Regions from separate parts of the Rattus norvegicus genome. Here region 1 is linked to region 2. Evidence: chromatin contacts called from public Hi-C data. All regions are on one chromosome and are shown on one strand. Each heading gives the region's core, a stretch centred on a gene start, on an enhancer-like site or on the middle of the called end of the contact. The rest is flanking DNA. Distances are from core to core; before and after follow the strand shown. Region 1 overlaps Matn2 (matrilin 2). Region 2 holds the start of Matn2 (matrilin 2).

Region 1 (3,164 bases), core at 116-2,615, 120 kb before region 2:
CAGCTGTGCCAGCAGCCAAGGAACTTGGTCCTACAACCAGAAAGGCTGGGGAAAGCAATGTGTGGTCTTTGCTTCCATTTTTCTATTTTAAACCTTTCTCTCAAACCGTTCTAAGCCCTTCATCTTGGTCTATGTAGAAATAGGAGCGCTGGGCAGAAAGCACAACATTCATGAGTCGAAGAGACGAGGGAGCCTCAAATAGTTTTGGCTTTTCCAGAGAGGGTTTCTTTGTGTTGCCCTAGCTGTCCTGGAACTGGCTCTGTAGACCAGGCTGGCATCAAACTCATGGAGATCCTCCTGCCTCTGCCCTCTGCCTTCATGCTGGGATAGAGCATGTACCACGACTGCCCAGTGAAAGAATCTGGATTCTTATTGTTTGGTTGTTTGTTTAAATGGAGAAAGGAGTTAAAGCCAGCTATAAGGAAACATAAACCTAGATAATGTCACTGCCAACCTGGCCTTGTGCTAAGGTGACAGACAGGGCTCAGGGAAGGCAAAGGATTTCTCAGATATCTCCCTTTCAGAGCTAACTGGGGTCCCACACAGATTGAGACCCTACTTAATAGAAGGCCATCTTGGCCTCTTCCCTGAGTCTGAGCTGCAGCCATCAGTCTGTCCCTGGCGTATGATGACAGCATGTGCTTAGCACAGTGCTCAGCCCCTGGCATGCAGCCAGCTGGCAGTCAGCCAGTCTCTGTACTGTGGGTCGCAGGTGACTGGCTAGGGGTAGAGCTGAGAGTGTCTTAGTCTGTGCTCTGGATTATACCCTAGCACCTGGATAGAATGACCTGGAAGAAAAGAAGCTTAAGAAGTTAGGACTTCGTCCTGCTTCATCTCATCGTGGGAAAACACAGTGAGGACTTATGTACAAAAGAGGTGGGGACAGAGGGACTGGTCCCGTGCTGTACTTACTCATTCTCCATAGTCAGCCCACTCCCACAAGAAAGGCATTAATCTGTCCCACCAGCACAATCACCTTGGAAAAACTCCGTGTCTCCAATGTATCACAATGGCAACCAAATTTGAACCTAACTTCGAAAAAACCACAACTCAAACCACCGCAGCATGCCAAAACCGAGGGCCTATTTTCTAATGCTGGCAAGGCAGGGCCATTTCCAGGAGTTTGGGCAGAACACCAATGGCTTCGAGATACAGGCACACACATGACCAGGATCCCAGTGAAGCCTGAGGGAGGACGCTCAGGTACGCCCATGTCAGCAGCCCACTGGCACCCATAAGAGCTTGTGCTGAGCCTGTCTGTCCTAGGATCTCAGATATAATGAGACTCACTTGCACAGGTCTTCCCGTCGCTCCGGAGCACGTGACCTTCAGGACATTGGCAGGCAAAGGACTTGTCGGTGTTGACACAGGAGTATTCACAACCGTGGTTGCTCAGCAAGCAGTAATCTGCCCCTGTAAGACCAAAGCCAAGTGAGGTTCCTGAGCCTGTGTCAGCCAGCCTTCTGGGTTGTGGTGGGTGACAAGTAACATTTACTGCCTTTGAAAACATGTGGTCCCCAGCAGATTTCCCCTTAGTCTCCCTGTGGGGGAGAGAGAAAAGGCAGAGGAGAACATGCTGTTCTCTGCGTTGTCTATACACTCTGTTGGGAACCCTTCCCTGCAGAAAGGTGAAAGGGGGACTCACTGGAGCAGGTCTTGAGGTCATCGTTAATAAGGAAGCCTTCGGAGCACTGGCAGACAAAGGACTCCTCCGTGTTCAGGCACAGCTGCTCACAGCCATGGTCCTGCTGTGCACAGTGGTCCACCCCTGCAGCGGTCACAAATCCAAAAACACAAAGGAACTCAGGTGCCCACATGCCACTGAGTAAGGCTAAGCAAAGCCTTCCTGGCGGCAACAGCAGCCACGGGGATGGTACTGTGCTCGCTGAGACATCGGCTTTGCTCCATGTCAGTGACACAAACCTAGAGTCGTCTGGGATGAGGGAATCTCAACTGAGAAATTGTCTCCCCAAAAGTGGCCTGTGTATGCTGTGTCCTTGATGCTGATCGGAGCCCACTGTGAATGGTGTCACCTCCAGGAATGTAGCCCTGTGTGGTATAAGGAAGCAAGCTGACTGTGAGCCTGGTTGCAAGGCAGTAAGCAGAGCTCCTCTGTGGTCTCTGCCTCAGTTCCTGCCTTCAGTTCCCTCAGTCACACACTGTTACCTGGAAGTGTAAACCGAAACAAACTGCTTTTGGCCATGGAGTTTATCCCAGCAGCAGAGAAGCAAACTAGGTCAGGTCTGATTCCCACGTCCTTGCTATGGATGTGGGTCACACTTAGCCTCTCTGCACCGTGACCTCGTGACCCTGGGGTGATGGCAGTCCCTTTTCTTTTCTATGCCTCCCTTGACTCTGTGTGTTCACATATGGTACAGCGCATTATGAGCTTGTGGGGGCCACTTTATCATTCTTAGGAAATGTAGTCCACCTCCTTTAGACAGGGACTCTCTTACTAGCTTGGAGACCAACAGTTAGGCTAGACTGCCTGACTAACAGGAGCCTTTCTCAAGTGGAAATTTCTGGTTTCTTTGGAAACTCGGTTGTGTCATGTGATGCTCTTCTGGAAACTGTCTTATGAGAGGATGTTCTGCTGAAGCAGACATGTGAGAGGACGCTGTGATGTTTGGGAAGAGTATGAGCAGAACCCAACAAACCCCCACTGGTAACTCGCCTTGTAACGCTTTGCAGGTCTCTGCTGATCTTCCCTTGTCCTGACTTCATAGAAAAGAGCCAAAGAGCTTCTCATGGTGTTCTACTTGCTTCCTGACACTTGAGAGGACTCGTACTAATGTGGCAGAGCCTTGTGGTTTCCTCTGGATCGAGCCGCTGCTGCTGATTCATGTTTGGTGTTTGCTGACTGGACTGGATTGCTGCTACTGATCTGTGTTTGGAATCACCCCAAAGAACTACTTCTAAACAGCTCCACCTCTCCCGTTTCTTATTAACCTTTCTTCTCCCCTACCTTTGCTTGGTGGGCTAGAAGGGGGCTTGAAGCATTTAAGAACCTTTATCAAAATGGGTTTTGAAAAAACTCAAGCCTACACTGTTCTGTTTCTACCCTCCCTGTGCTGAGACCACAATGCATGGTGACACATCTCCACTCTTACCTAGGTAATGGATGTAGAACTCAGACCCCTGGCTTGCAAAACCGTTTACTAATG
Region 2 (3,564 bases), core at 878-3,377:
TTCACGTTAGACAGGGAGGGGAATCCTACTTAGTTTCCCCAGAGAACTGGGACTCTCAGGAAAGGAGGCTGTCCAGGGGATAGAACCAGCAAGCAAATGCCAGAGGAAGTCCTAGAAAGGCCCTTGCTGGCCTGGCTGGTGTTACCTCTCCACTCAGCTCTACTGTAGAATCCCAGCACTCGCTCCTCCTTGCTCACTCCTTGGTCACCACTCGCTCACCCAGCTTCCCCTGAGACCAGGTTTTCTCTCCCTCTCTCCTTCCCACCCCCATATCTCTGTGCCTTCTCTTAGTTACCAATAAGAACTGCTTCTAGGCAAACTGGAAATTGTTTTTCAGACTGTCCAGTGGCTCATCCTCCTTCCTTGTCTTTCTCTTTACCTTCCCTGAAATCTTGAGGCTCCTTCCAAATGTCTTTTTTTTTTTTTTTTTTTTTTTGAGAAAGGATTCCATGGAGTTCAGGTTTGTTTTCCACTTACTATACAATCAAGGGTGACCTTGAACTTCTGATCCTCCTGCCTCTACATTTCAAGTGCTGGGATTATAGGTGTGCACACCATATCCAGCTTTCACCTAGACTTTTGCTGTCAGACATGGATGGTCTTAGCTAAGAGGATGCCATGATACCCTCAGCAATGAACTTCAGGCCCCATGCCTCCTGGGTCTGGACTCTGGAAGCCAGGACCTCAAAAGCCTGGGTTTATAGGGAAGATCTGGCTGGTGATTTGGGGGGTCTGAAAATGAATTCTATCAACTGGAATAAAAGTAGGAACAGAAGGGAGATAGGAGATGAAAACCTGCAGCTTTTGTCTTCTTTGGTGTGGAGTTTCTAAGAGAATAAAGTTCAGAAGCTTAGAGGAAACCTTCTAAGCCACAAACTCACCTTGGTGTCTTGACTGGCTTTGTGAAATTACCACTTTGAAAGAGGGCAGGGAGAATGTGCTAGAATTGACTTTTGCACAAAAACTCCACTAACACATATAAACTATCTGCCATCTTAGAGCATCCCTCAAAGGGCTCTGGCCTAGAGTTAGGGGGGGTGTGAATTCAATGTTCGCACAGATTCCTTCCTTTTCTGGAAAGGTGGGTGGCAGAGCTCACTAGCCGTAAGAGACTTCTAGAACTATTCTCAATACTTCCATCAAATCTCATTTAACCCTGTAGGCGTTAAAATCCCCTCTAGATGGATGAGAAAACTGAGTCATTGTGGTGCCGGTTATGCTCAAGTACTCCAGCCTGTAAACTTAGCAGCTGGGGTTTGAACGAGGCCTACTGATTCCCAAGCTTCGGTCCTTGACCTTACAGCTTCATTGTCCATTCTTCAAAGGCTAAGGGGAATGGCACTCTGTAGATGCCTTGTGGGAGCGCCGCAGTTATTACTGTAGAGTATCTCCTACACCTACTCCTGGAGACCTTACAAGAGATTGTCCCTATATTTTTCTATCCTCTCCCCAAAGTGCCTCCAGTTTTCCAGCAACACAAAATGGGTTCCTCTTCCCTATCCCTCTTTCACAATACAAGGAAGCCGGAGCTAGACAGAGAAGGCAAAGGAAATCTAGATGTCACTGGTCTTGAGATACTAGTCTATAGGGCGATCCAAGTTATTTTCTACCTGGTAGAAAAGATTGCCACCCCACTCAACAAGTGTGGAGCGGGTCAGTGTCCCTGAAGCGCGGCACAGCGCCCCCGCGGGGCACTCGTAGACTACTGCCATGCCGTGTGTCCCGCGTCTAGCCCGGCGTGGCGGGACTTCTCCCAGCCGAGGACACCCGGCAGCGCCACCATCCTCTCCCACTCTCCCATGGAGACAGCGGCTCCCCCGGAGCGTGACAGATTGTGCATCTGTCGGTCAGTGGGTCATCTGTCTGAGCCCGGGTCAGCACGCCACGCTCACCTGCAGCCACCGCCACCAGCACCGGGGAAGTGAAGCAGGGGCGCAGCCGTGAGGATCCGTCTCCGTTGTCCGCCGCCTCGCCCCACAGAGGACCGCAGAGCTCCTTGGGCACCGCTCCCGGGACGCGACCAAGAAGCCCGCGCCAACGCCGTATCCTAAGCCGCCGCCTTCAAGTCCCATTCCAGAGCGCTCTCCGCGCTCGCTGGCTGCCTGCAAGGCTCCCTGCAAGGGCGGCGCGAGGAGGCGGTACCGCGTGAGGGTTGGAAGCGGGCGGGCGGAAGGAGGGGTGTCCTCTTTGGGGATGGGGAAGGCGGGGAGAGGCAGCAGCCAGAGCTGTCCCACACTGTAGGCAGCCCCCCAGCTCGGGACCCTGGCCTCTCTCCCTGCCTGCTGCCAACCGCACTCTCCCGGTACACCCCCAGCCTTGCTGGGACTGATGGGTCTCCAGAATAGGAGTAACTAGAGGCTTTAGGGGGCTTGTGGCCTGGGGCCTGGAGTGGGGTGGGGTGAGGGTTTCCTGGTAACAGAAGACACAGCTGGAGTCAGATAACCTGAATGGAGGATCATTTTCTTCAGAAGGCATCCAGGAAGCACGATGATGAAGAAAGAAGTGGTGAGATTTGAGATGACTGATGACAGGGCCAGAAGTTGTCTTGGCAGTCTAGGACCGCCCCACCAGCTCCAATTCATATTACTAGTAACCACTGGCCCTGGACCAGCCCTTGGGATGGGAAAGGCCATTAAGATGCCAAGATGAAGAGGTACGATTCCTCCCCTGAAGGAACAGAGTCTAGTTCAGACAAGATTCAAGAAATTATGGGTGAGGCTTCTATAACTTTGTTAAGAGAAGAAACATTACCTGAGAGAGCAGTCATCCTAGAAGAGACAGAGAAAACAGGCCTGGTCAGTAGCAGGGAATGGAGCTGACTCCCAAACTCTGGGATTACCAGTCTGGGATGACAGGACTCTACAGTTGGCCGGACATCTAATAAAAACCTTAATTCTGGAACTGGAGAGATGGCTCAGGGGTTAAGAGCACTGGGTGATCTTCCAGAGGTCCTGTGTTCAATCCCCAGCAACCACACCCTGTCTCACAACCATCTGTAATGTGATCTGATGCCCTCTTCTGGCATACAAATGTACATGCAGATAGAGCACACATAAACAAAATAAATCTTTAAAAAACAAAAACAAACAAACAAAAACAACCTAATTTTATCACCCAATTGCTAAGCCAACACACCCCCGTCCAAGTTTTAACAAGCCATCAGAGAAAATCAGAACTAACTAGTCTCAAATCTTAGAATAAAAACGTCATGTGCAAGACCTATTCCTACAAAGAATAATTAAAATCTCAGCCATGAAGCTGGAGAGATCTCTCAGTGGTTAAGATCTTTGACTGCTCTTCCTGAGTTCCAGCCCCAGCACCACATGGTGGCTCACCTGTAATGAGATCTGATGCCCTCCTTTGGTGTGTCTGAAGACAGCTACAGTGTGTAGATGTAAAGTAGAATAAATAAAATCTCAGTTACGGCCATTGATGACTGTGATGGTTTGCATATGCTTGGCCCAGGGAGTGGAATGTGATGGTTTGTATGTGCCTGGCCCAGGGAGTGGCTCTATTAGAAGGTGTGGCCTTGTTGGAGGAATTGTGTCACTGTGGGGGCGGGCT

What was found. Hi-C and Micro-C count contacts between places; a contact is called where the count stands out from the background.
Region 1: a Hi-C map of psoas muscle shows a contact between it and region 2, with 1.5 times the contacts expected there. The contact joins the enhancer-like site here to the promoter of Matn2 in region 2.

Annotation. Positions count from the first base shown.
Region 1 is chr7:67,500,617-67,503,780 of GRCr8, reverse strand. Matn2 (matrilin 2) reads right to left here. Exons shown (of 19, transcript NM_001427155.1): 9 at 1,646-1,768; 10 at 1,291-1,413. Among named protein-coding and RNA genes, the nearest start is that of Rpl30, 34 kb to the left of the region's middle. Within about 2 kb of position 1,365, at least 4 of the 93 cell types and tissues checked have an H3K27ac peak or open chromatin away from gene starts, as enhancers often do.
Region 2 is chr7:67,378,731-67,382,294 of GRCr8, reverse strand. Matn2 (matrilin 2) reads right to left here and starts at 2,127. Exons shown (of 19, transcript NM_001427155.1): 1 at 1,893-2,127.